Regions from separate parts of the Zea mays genome. Here all the other regions are linked to region 2. The links are chromatin contacts, called in public Hi-C maps. All regions are on one chromosome and are shown on one strand. Each heading gives the region's core, a stretch centred on a gene start, on an enhancer-like site or on the middle of the called end of the contact. The rest is flanking DNA. Distances are from core to core; before and after follow the strand shown.

Region 1 (4,131 bases), core at 1,535-4,034, 360 kb before region 2:
ATTGGGAAATGGCCCAACTTAACAAGCGTAAGTTTAAGAGCACAAGACTCATCATGCATGGGACATAGGTCAATCTCACTTACATCAACAGGGAGAAGGCCCAAGCAAACTTTTGAAGCAAAACTATAACGAGAACTAATGCTGCAACATGCATTTTCACTGCAAATGTTGAAAAAAAGCCCAAACCAAAACGAAGTGCATTGCTTGCTTGTTAGAGAACGAGCTTTCAAACTATCTCTGCAACAACTGACTTCGACTCGAGATGTATGTAATGTAATATATACGCTGGACTGTCACATGGTTTGATTTACACTTGAGGTCATCAATTTCCAATAATGCTCAATTGAGTAAACCACAACACTGCATCTTGTACTGCAAATATTTGCCTTTTGAACAAATCAAAGAACATGAATATATTATTGTTATTAACCCTTGAGAGTGCTTTGCTGACCAACACCTATTGACATTACAGGGGAAGACAGAATACTTGAGAAACCACCAGTTGCCGAATCCCAGGACTTATGCTAGTTCAAAGGGATACAGTTTCACCAAGGGGCAGACTGGTGAGTTCCTGGCTAACGAAATAGTTGTGTATAGGATATGGCATACCGTTTGATATAAAAAGTATAAATGCATGATTCTGCTGTTCGCAGAGGTACTGTCTTCAAAGGTCACACTTCTAAAGCAGAAGGTTGAGGTCGCCGAGGGTGGTGATGCTATGGAGGAGTGATCTTGCATCCTGCATTCATACAAGCATATTCTGAATCTGTGTAACTTTGCTTAGTGGATCAGCTAGAACAAGAAAAAAGAAAATTTGGAGATCTTTGCTGTACTCGCTGGACCAAAGCCAGGGTTCTTATGCTAAATGTGTTTCTAATGTTTGGCACATTTTAAATTGCTTGTTGTTTCCGAATGTTTAAAACCGGTGAAGGTATGGTATTTGCTTGGAGATGTTATTACTGTCGCGTCGGTTGTTTGTCGAACGACTAGGTAATGGCGCAATGAAAATCATGCCTGATGCAGTGGTTTACATGACACATCTGTCTGGATTACAGTACAGCTGTACTGGGAGGGCTATGTCATGTCTGGCTTGTTGACCTGACTATCAATGTTCAGTTTAGCTCTGTTAGTAGATTAGCGAAGCAAGAAATCTGCGGGTAGTAGCATGTTTTGCCAAAGGATTTGAGTCATGTTACTTGAGCAATATTTGCTCAAAAGACATCTTAAATCTGGAAGAGATTGAGTTATTTGTCTCGCAGATAACTCAAAAGACAAGATGGATGGATGTGGCAGGCATAGAGTTTGCATCCAGAAAGGCTAACCTGCTCGTTCTTGGAATTAATTTTCTGGACATATCCAGAGAAGGGCACCAGAGCAATGCAAGCACATGAATTATTTGAGACACTAGGGTCTAGGGGTGCCCGCGTGCTGGGTCAAAGTCATGCCTAGTTTAATAGGACCTTGATTTTGTTGAACAACGGCAATCGTTAATAAAAATTTTTTTAGAAATAACTCTGGCCCTACGTTTAAGGCTGGTTTGCTGGCTAGGAAAACTAGAGAGAATATATGAGGATCATCTCATCTTTCTATTTAATTTTGAATAGAAAGGTGATTCCTCTTCATGGACCACCTTCAATTCTTTGGCAACCAAATCAGTCTTGAGATTTTAAGTTCGTCATATTATATTAAAGATATTGTCGTATGTGTATGTCCATTAGACGGGTAGAGATCGGCCCATGCGGGTTTGTTCGGTTAGGAGTAAATTGAAAGAGGATCAGAGGGGATTAAATCCCTTCCTATTCAAAATTAAATAGAAGGGAATTTGATACCCTCAGGCCTTGTTTGAAAACTACCGTATTCATCTTATTTAAGTAGATTGCAGTGCAATTTAAACTAATTTACACCTCAATCCACCTCAATACTTGTGGATTGTGGTAAATACGAGAGTATTCAAATAAGGCCTGAGACCTTGTTTAGATACTCTAGTATTCATCTGAATCCATATGTATTAGGGTGGATTAGGTGTAAATTAATTTAATTTATATCTAAATCCACATCAATACATATGGATTAGCGTGAATAGTAGACAAAGCCTTAATCTTCTCTAATACACTTAGGGCATATACAAGGGTTGTTTTAAGTTGTGTCTCAGAGTGTGTCTAGAGGGGTGAATGTAAAAAAACCAAAGACATGTATCTTGACGAAGACACAGTGTCTTAGCTCTATGTTCGAGAGAGGAGACTAACTGATTGGTCACTTTAATTTATTGAATGCTCTAATTGGTACAATAAATATGGTAAGACACATGTTTTAGACATGACCACTGTATTATATTGTGTTTTAGTTATGTTTTATACTTTGAGTACCGTGCAACAGTGTCTAGGATGCCTTTTACGGACAATTTCTGCGGTGGCAGCGGCCGGTGAAGATCGAGCTTCTCCCCTACCGCTGAAGTCACTCCAAAATTTAAAATGTACATAGTAGGCTTATATAGTTATGTACTGCAGTACTTTAGTACTTGTTATCTTTTAACAGCTACCCGTTATATTAGCACTGAACAAGAATCAATAGTGGATGGATCAATCTATAGGCACGTGCGTGTTGGATTGGATGGAATGGAATCGACCACATCTTTCGCGTCGCAGCCAGTTGCCCACCCCCCTGTGGAGGTGGAATTGGAATCGAAATGGGAATGGGAATCCCAGCGCCAGCCAGCTTTGCACCTCTCTTTGAGCTTCCTCCTGTCCTTTTGCTGCAACTAGTAGCACTGGCTTCATCTAGAGGGACCGTCTCCTCTCCTGCACCCAGACTCCTCTCTCTCTCTCTCTCTCTCTCCCCTCTGTGTGCGGTGTGCCCTGGCCTCCTCCGCCGCCATTGCAGCGAGCAAGATCAATCCCTCTGCTGCCATTCATGGTAACTATATATTTCTTTCTTGCTCTCACGTTCCTGCTCGAATATTCTTTCTAGCATGTACATACAGTTAATCGTTTTGTTTCCTCTTCTATTGTTCTACTGTCTGTGTCAATCGGATGCTTTTTTTTGCAACGTATTTTGAACAGAAGATGGAATTAAGTGTGTTCTACAGATCATACGAAAAATGAAAAAGGGGGAGATAAACAAACAAAACAAAACAAAACAAAAAAATCACACCATACGTACGTCAGTCTCTTTGTTTCCTTCACTTCTTTTAATTAATTAATTAATGATGATGAAAATGAAAAAAAACAATTCTTTTGTTTATTTCCTCTCGCCCGGATGGCAGATGCGATCAAGGAGTCCATCAATCAATCAGGACATGTACAGTAGTGTTTAATGTGGAGGCTCTTAGCCTCTTAAGATGTTTAAGAGGGTTATTTATAAAAAAATCTTAGAGCCGTCTCTCCGTGAAGAGACGCCTCTGGCTCGTAAACCAAGTAGCAACAGATGCCTCACTTCTCACTATACGAATTTGTCGTCTGTTCTATCGATCTGATGTTATATAAATACATTTAATTCTGTATTTATTAATAGACTATGTTTATAGACACTCTACTGTACAATAGAGTCTCTTAGTTACCTCCTGTGCTTGGAGAACCGTTTTGGTGTCTCTCCACTGTACATGCCCTCGTCATATCACTCAGCATCTCATTCACACGGGCGCTTTTTACAAGTCATGCTGGTCCATCAACAAGTTTGACTTGATGGCGGTCATACCCTTCATGCCCAGTGTTTTCAACATTTTGATATCCTAAACGAAGCTAATATCATCTTGCTACCAAAGAAGGAAGGTGCGGAAAAAATCGAAGACTTCAAGCCTATCAGCCTAATTCAATGTGACGCTAAGCTTTTTCTGAAGCTTTTTTCCCTCAGGCTCCGGTCATGGAGAACATCGTTTCCAAGTGTCCGAGCGCCTTCATCAAGGGAAGAAGTACCTATGATACCTTCTTGTATGTTCGTAGCATGGCAAGGAAATTCCACCAAAACAGATCTCCGATGCTTCTCATCAAACTTGATATCTCCAAAGCTTTCGACTAATTCAGATGAGACTACCTTTTAACTCTTCTCTCTCAACTTGGTTTCTGGATCGCTACAGTGCTGGCCACATCCTCGTCCCAGGTTCTTCTCAATGGGATCCCGGGGCAATCGTTCTAC
Region 2 (4,097 bases), core at 143-2,642:
TCTGCCTTGGCACGCTGCACGGTCTCGTCCACCTTGGAGGTTGTCCTGTTGTACACAGAGATGGGGAACCCTTTCTCTGCAATGTTGAGGGCAAGGTTCTGCCCCATGACCGCAAGGCCAGCAAGACCGATTCTTGTGAGCGCCATCTCCTCCTACACTGAGAAAAAAAAATCTATTTCATACATAAGCCGAGCAGGACCCTGGAAACAAAATCTATTTTCATGTACCAAGGTTAAGCGGCCGATGAGGTGAATACATAAGCCGAGGATCAAAGATCATACGCTGCCCTGCGAGTCACAGGGCCGGCTACATATAGGTGTATAGGATGAAACCAACTGAATTTCTTTGAGACGAAGTAACTGAATACACAGCACCGCTAGAGGCGAAAAGAGCAAGAAGGCAAGGTAATGCGTCTCTCTGTCCCCTGGCCGAGTAAACAGTTTTCTAAGCTAAACAGTTTTCTAACTAAACAGTTTTCTAAGCTAAAGCCATTTTGTAGATCGTTTGGCAGAGAAAAGAGGTGTTTGACAGGACTCTAACTTATTTTCAAAGAAAATCCAGAGCGGAAGCCCTCTAAGTTCATCGACTTGCTTCCATGGATCTGGACCGGCAGGCAGCAGAGTAAAATCGGCGATCGGAGCTAGCAGCGCAATCATCTGGATCTCTACACGAATTCAACCCCCAGTCCCCATGCTTCGGGAACAAGAGGACCCAAAGGAGACAAAAAAAGAAAACCTCAACGCGGTGGAACTGAAATCCGGGGAGGACGGAGCTGGAATCGGACAGGGTGCGGAGATCGGGATCCGAAGCCTCACCTATGGAGCTGGCGCGCTGCCGAGTGCCGATTCAGATGCGGAGTTGAATTGGCGATGCCACCACCGTCCGGCCACCTACCTCTCTTTCACTGACCATCGGCCTTCCCTCCCCCACCACTTAAATCGCCAATCGGGCAGGGAAGGTGCCTTTCGCACCTTGCGCAGCAGCCGCTTGGCGGCTTTCGGGGTAGTTGTTGACGAGCGGGGGCAGGCAGCCACCGACGGGTGGGCCCCTTCGTGGTCGCCTGCTCACACCGGTCCCGTCGGCCGCCGCAGCCCGCAGCCCGCAGCCCGCAGCCCGTGAACCATGGCTCGGTTGGTGCTTCTGACGCGGCGGGCCCAACACCCACCCGGTTCCCACTCACGCCAGGGGCCCGGTGGGCCGTGGTGGCAGGGTACGATGGTTGGTGGTGCTCTGACGCAAGCAACTCATCATTCACGCGCGGCCTGCCGTTGCTCGACCGGTCCCACCTCCACCGCCAGCGGCCAGTGCAGTCGTGGTCTTCCTCCTCCTGCGTGTCCTCGTCCTTCTTCATCCGTTTTCCCACTCTGCGTCCGTCCGTCCACGTCCATCCATCCCCATTCCATTCCCCGGTCAAACAAACTGCCCAGAGGAAAGTTGTAGCGCCTTTCCTTTCCTGCAAGTCCAGCGTCGGTTTGATAAGATAATGCGGGCGGGGCGGAGAACGGCAGTTCCCACGCTGCCCAGTGCAAAGATGTGTTGTTCGTTGCTGACTGACTGACCCGAGCCGCCGAGCGGGAGTCGTTGGGGGGCCCCGCCCGGGCCTGCACCAGCACCGCCGGTTGCGGTTGCTGGTTGGCTGGCCACGACCGCCGCTAGTGCCAGTGGAGGGGTTGCATTTCTTCTCTCTGACCCAGCCTGCCTCTCGTTGGACCGGTCGTCGTCGAGGCCACTCCGTTCACTCCACTCCACCCAGGGGTGGGTCGGGAATTGAATTCCCCGCCGTCTCTACGCCTGCTGCCGCGGGTGGAAAATATCTATCTGCACCGGGACGGACTAGTCGCCCGCGCGCAAGGTGCTCGACGGATTGCTGCTACACCGGGCAGGCATGGCGGCGGGCCGGGGCGACTGGGAGGACATGGTGCGCCGGATGTTCCCGCCGGGGACCACCATCCCGGAGCCGCTGCCCGACATGGACTACTCCTTCGCGCTGACGTACAACGGGCCGGACGTGTCGTACGAGCTCCCGCGGATCCAGCCCGTCTGCGTCCCCGCCATACCCACCGCCGAGCCGGCCTCGGGGCCCCTGGGGCTCGGCAGCGGCGTCGTGCCCGTCGCGCCCGTCGTCGGCCCTGCTGCGGCCCGTGCCCGTGCCAACCCGCCGGCAGCGTCCCGGGCTGGTGCTGCTGATCGCCGTGCCGCGAGGATGACGCCGTCGGATTCCTCCGATGACGAGGAGGACGACGCCGGCAGCTCCGGCTCCCGCTCCACGAAGGCCTCGAGGCCTGCAGTGCCGGAGGGGAGGCGACCTCAGGTGGTCACGTTCGGGGTGCCGGAGGAGGACAGCGGCGGCAGGTACGAGAGCAGCGAGATGGACGGCGGACACGACGCGGCGTCCGCCGAGCAGCACGTCGCGGTGACGAGGCCGGCCGAGAGGAAAGGGCGGACCTGCTGCCGCCGCTGCGGGAAGAGCAAGTGGGAGAGCAAGGAGTCGTGCATCGTCTGCGACGCGCGCTACTGCGGCCACTGCCTGCTCCGCGCCATGGGCTCCATGCCCGAGGGCCGCAAGTGTGTCACCTGCATTGGCCAGCCCATCGACGAGGCCAAGCGCTCCAGGCTCGGGAAGGGCTCTAGGATACTGTCTCGCCTGCTCGGCCCCCTGGAGGTCAGGCAGATCCTCAAGGTCGAGAAGGAGTGCCAGGCGAACCAGCTCCGGCCTGAGCAGCTCCTGGTCAATGGTTTCCCTCTTGACGACGAGGAGATGACCGATTTGCTTAGCTGCCAACGACCTCCTGGGAACCTCAAGCCTGGAAGATATTGGTATGATAAGGAGTCAGGATTGTGGGGAAAGGTAATTCTTGTCGGTTTGAGAAAACCGGTTTCATGCAACCTCAGCTTCTCCAGCTGCTGATAACGTTATGTTTCTGCTGACATATACTCGTAGGAAGGTGAAAAGCCAGACAGCATCATTAGCACTAACCTCAACTTTAACGGAAAGCTTCAGCCTGATGCTAGTAACGGCACCGCTCAGGTTTTCATTAACGGGCGGGAAATTACAAAGATTGAACTGAGAATTCTAAAGGTGTCAATTGTTCCTTACCATTGGTTTTCCAAGAATATGATGATTGAGAGTTGCTACTGAATGTACATTGTAGTTCTGTTTCACTCCTCTAACCAAACCGATCACATATTTACTGTCTTTCATGCAGATTGCAAAAGTCCAATGCCCCCGTGATACTCACTTCTGGGTTTACCATGATGGTGGCTACGAGGAAGAAGGACAAAACAATATCAAAGGGAAAATATGGGAGTCAGTATGTATCTTGGTCAAACATTCCTTTTTGGTTTTCTAAACATTGTTAATTAACATGTATTGTCGTTTCGTTGCTTTTAGCATGACTTGTTGTGCTCTTCTTTTAACAGCCTTTGACACGTTTTGCGTGCGCCTTGGTTTCACTACCGGTGCCTCCTACAAACTTTGATGCGACAAAAGATGAAGCCCCTTATTCATCAAAAACTGTACCTGACTACTTAGATCATAAAAGAATACAAAAGCTTCTTATTCTTGGATCTCCTGGAGCTGGAACAAGCACCATATTTAAGCAGGTATCACCAAAATTTACATCCATAACGCCTTCAGTTTCCCTATATGTTTCTGCAAGGTGCCATGTGACATCACCTATGGGTTATTGCAGCAGCATGCATTACTCGTCTACAGCTAGCTATTTAGAACCTTGGACGCACTCCAAATTTGTCATCAGTTCTTCTATGAAACTCAGCTGAAAGTTTATTGATAAAGTTTCTGTTCAAGTAATCCCAAATTCTGGTGAAGTAGAAACCAACCATCTGACTATTTTGGAGTGCCTGTTTCTGCAGTACTTCATAAAAACCTTACACAACTAGATCTTATATACATTTATGTTTGGTAAAGTTAGCACTTTGAATCTTGGCTTAAAGTTTATTACTAAAGTTTCAGCAACAAAACAAAAAAAATGGCTCTCCCAGTAAACTTCTATATGCTTTCTATAAAAGCCGGTTTTACCTGTCAAAAAAGGAGTCCCTTGTTTTGGTAGTGTGGGAATACTATTATTGTTTCAGAG
Region 3 (3,721 bases), core at 1,100-3,599, 440 kb after region 2:
AAAGGTGGTACCCAAGGAAGAGCCCCAACAGTGAAGTCACGGGAGAATGTTGGCCTCCCACTTTAAAAACAATAAACTTATGCGCGGGAGGGTGTTTTGCCTCCCAGATCTGTAATAATACTCTATGCACTCGTGATACCCTGGTATTGTAATAATAATAATACTCTTTATCTATATTTGATGAATGTAAATTAAATTATTGTAATATGCTTCCGCTTATCCTTTCCTCCGATGTGATGTAATATCTGCGTGACGGATGAAGCGCTCTTGGACGAAATGATGAGGATACAGTTACTGAACTTGTCAAGTAATTATGTACATCTACAGGGTTGTCCAAGGTCCTTTGGACAAGAACAACTGCAGGTATGCCTAATACCTTGGGAAGTTCCGTCACACACCCGTGCAAGGGTATCTCTCCCCCTTTGGTCCTTGCAAGAACCAAGTGCTCTCTATGAGATGATCCTTTGCCACTCCGGCGCAGTGGATCCCTCACGACCGCGTACAAACTTGAGTCGGGTCACCAACAAGTCCTCCGGGGTGATCACCGCACTCCAATCACCACCAGCCATCTAGGTGATGCCGATCACCAAGAGTAACAAGCTATCGACTTTCGCTTGACCAAGAGAAGCCTAATGCATGTGGTGTGTGCTCTAGGTGGCTCTCATGTGCACTAATGAGGTCCTAACACAGGATTATGATTTTCTAATCACCTCACTAGGTTTTGTGGGACTTGCAATGCACTAGCAATGAATACACTTGAATGTGGGCAGCAAGACACTTAATGTGGTTGGTGGAGGGGGTATAAATAGCCCCAACCACCAAACTAGCCATTGCTGGAGCTTTCTGCGAATGGGCGCACCGGACAGTCCGGTGTGCCACCAGTGCGCCAACGGTGCACTCCAACGACTAGTTCTAACAGTTAGTTGTTGCTCTAACGGCGCACCAAACAGTGAACAGTGACTGTTCGGTGTGCACCGGACAGTCCGGTGCACGCACTAAAAATCGGCTCTGCGAACTCGTCGCTCTCAGGTTTCTCGGGGGCAGAGGGGCTGCCCCCGGGGGCAGGCTGGCCCCACTGTCAGGGGGAGCACCGGACAGTCCGGTGCACACCGGACAGTCCGATGCCCCTTGGCCAGCAAAACCCAATTTCTTTCCTTAGGTTTTTTCTAAATCATTTTCGTTCTAACTTGTGAGTGTGTTCTAGAGTGACACCTAGTGATAGTTATGAGTGTGAATGTACACCAACACTACACTAGAATTTTCTTGGTCAAACTACTCATCCACAACTCCTCTTTATAGTACGGCTAAAATAAAAATAGAAGACCTAATTCTATACCAAGTGTTTACAACTCCTTGGACACTCGAAATATGAAGACCTTCATCTTTTGATTCCCCTTTTTCAGTCGCCGCTTCAAGTTCTCATTTGAGGGATTGTTTTCACCGTTGCAACGCATCCTCCTATAGCACGACCTAAATTACCATTTGCTCTGCAAAACACACATTAGTCACATATAATTTTATGTTGTCAGTAATCACTAAAACCAACCAGGGGCTAGATGCTTTCACGCGGCTTTAGCCCGGACGTTCCGCGACCCTCTCAACAGTGGGATCTGACATCTCAACGAATAAGGCTGATAGAACAACGACTATGTCATCGATTATCTTCCCTTGATGATGACTCGTGGATGGTCTGCCCTTGGTCCCGGACGGTCCATGCCAGCTCTAAATATCCTTTAGCTCAACTTGTCACTTTCGGGCTGAACCATATCAACATAAGTAGACTATGGCACCTCAAAAATCTTGTGTTTGGAATTCCATAAAACTCTCCAACGGTTTTGAGTATATCCTTTAGAGAAGAAGTTTTTAACCCTTAAAGTTATATCCTCTAAAATAAATAGTGTTTTATAATAGAAGGTTTAATAAAACAATACTTGTAGAACTTGATGAATTATGTGTTTGAACATATTCTTTAAAAGAATTGAGTTAAAATACCTCTTGATAAAGGTTTTTAATAAAAGTTATTTCCCTTTTAAATAAGTGATAAAATATTGAATTTTTGAATAAACTATATTCCCTTCAAATACAAATTGTTGTGTGTGCATTGCATTGTTGAAACATTTATTTGAATGAATAATAAAATACTTTACATACATGTCGGTACTCTATATTTGTTGAATGTGAATTGTTAAGCTCAGATTTAAAATTTAATTTGAATATTCAAAACAGGAAATAAAATAGGAAAAAAATGAAAAACAGATAAAAGAAAAGAAACAGGGCAGCCTCGATTGGGCGGAATCTTCCCCCTCGGCCCACTACCTCGCGCGCACTCGGCCCACTCCACCTTGCGTCGCGGGTGGTCACTGGTGGATGGGCCCACTTGGCCGTTCCCACAGGCCATCAAGTCGCGGGGCTCGCCCGTGTCGGAGACTGCCGGTCGCGGTGGCCAGAGCTCCTCCGATGCTTCCACGCCGGATGCCACAGCGGACAAGCACGCGGCTCCATCGTCACCCTGTTGCACGGGTTTGGAGATAGATCCGCCTGATGCCCCGCTGGCTTGTGTGGATGTGCACCGTGCTGCAGGGAGGAGTCGAGGAAGTGCCTGGCTCGCGTGGTTTTTGTTCCTGGTTCTGATGGCTTCGTAGCACGCGATCCGGTTCAGTTGCAATCGGTAGCAATGTCGGGCTCGTCGGCCGCAGAGGAGGACATAGTGCAGCACCTATCGTCCAATTTCAACCCGTCTTCGTCGATGCTCGCCAAGCTCGAGGCTCGGATGACCGGCAAGGCAGTCTCCGCGCCATCGTCACCGCCGCAGGCAGGATTCGTTTAGCACAGCATCGCGATTTTCGGTAACAACCCCTCCCATAGATTCGCTTTGAGCCCAGCTTTGTTTTGATGTGTTCCGCTTAGAGCACCGGGCACCGTATCAGCGACGGGCCAATCACCGGCGATACTCCGCCGTATGGGGGCGGTGGCGCCGCTGCTCTGGTCACGGCTGGTGAGGAGAGAAAGAGAAGGAGTTGTCGCTTGTGCCGTTGGTTTGGAAATCAACGCATGAGATTAGATCGTGTAGCAACGAAACCTGGGCCTTCAGATCGTATGCGATCGGTCACGATTAAATCGTGGGTGTATCGGTTCAAGATTGGATCTAGGCCATCAACCCAGATCGGGCGGATGAAAATCGATCGCACGACTTTAAAATCTGGACCGTCGATCCTCGATCCAAGGGCGAGTAATGTGTACCGTTTCGATGTTAGGATGAGTCTAATCTGGACCGTAGGATTAGATCCGTGCGGCCGAGGATCATGCATACCCTTTCACCCTGACTTTTAGCTAAAGAGACCGTAGGTTTATTTGAATTCAAGACCGCCGTACATATACGAATTAAAATAAATAAAATTAAATCAGGACTTTGCAAAAACACCCCTCGGACTTATGTTGAGATATAAAATCATTAGTAAAAATATCTAGAAACTTATGTATTCCATAACTTTAGTATTTTAACTTCGTTTTTGTCCGTTCAAGTTGTGTTAGCTTCGTAATAAAATTGTCTACGCAGTGGCAACATTATTTGTACCATAAAACACATTTTTATAAATAGATATTTGTTTAGCCTATGATTAGTAGATTAGACCTTCTAACCAAAGTTAGAGTGGTCCATGATGATAATTTGACTAAAATGTGATTTCTAATCAAGTTATAATCTAAATTAAAGTTGAGTTAA

Evidence for each region. A called contact is a pair of places that touch in the nucleus more often than the background predicts.
Region 1: a contact with region 2 is called in a Hi-C map of tassel, with 2.0 times the contacts expected there. The contact joins the promoter of LOC100281735 here to the promoter of LOC100272751 in region 2. A contact is called at or near these places in 8 of 25 Hi-C or Micro-C datasets (bundle sheath, ear, endosperm and 4 more).
Region 3: a Hi-C map of ear shows a contact between it and region 2, with 3 times the contacts expected there. The contact joins the enhancer-like site here to the promoter of LOC100272751 in region 2. A contact is called at or near these places in 4 of 25 Hi-C or Micro-C datasets (bundle sheath, ear and tassel) and 1 of 3 datasets of contacts at active chromatin or transcription factors (leaf).

Annotation. Positions count from the first base shown.
Region 1 is chr6:66,680,229-66,684,359 of Zm-B73-REFERENCE-NAM-5.0, forward strand. It overlaps LOC100281735 (UMP/CMP kinase 1), which reads left to right and starts at 2,785. Exons shown (of 8, transcript NM_001368088.1): 1 at 2,785-2,913. The coding sequence starts at 2,911. LOC100283485 reads left to right here. Exons shown (of 9, transcript NM_001156385.2): 8 at 473-563; 9 at 654-1,054. The coding sequence ends at 730.
Region 2 is chr6:67,036,957-67,041,053 of Zm-B73-REFERENCE-NAM-5.0, forward strand. It overlaps LOC100272751, which reads left to right and starts at 1,393. Exons shown (of 9, transcript NM_001360110.1): 1 at 1,393-2,848; 2 at 2,942-3,079; 3 at 3,207-3,311; 4 at 3,421-3,603. The coding sequence starts at 1,886. LOC541700 (6-phosphogluconate dehydrogenase 2) reads right to left here and starts at 966. Exons shown (of 2, transcript NM_001279373.2): 1 at 816-966; 2 at 1-157. The coding sequence starts at 146.
Region 3 is chr6:67,473,887-67,477,607 of Zm-B73-REFERENCE-NAM-5.0, forward strand. No RefSeq gene overlaps it. Among protein-coding and RNA genes, the nearest start is that of LOC103629381, 110 kb to the left of the region's middle. Within about 2 kb of position 2,350, at least 19 of the 20 cell types and tissues checked have an H3K27ac peak or open chromatin away from gene starts, as enhancers often do. A contact at or near this core is called in bundle sheath, ear, leaf and 1 more, where this site is marked.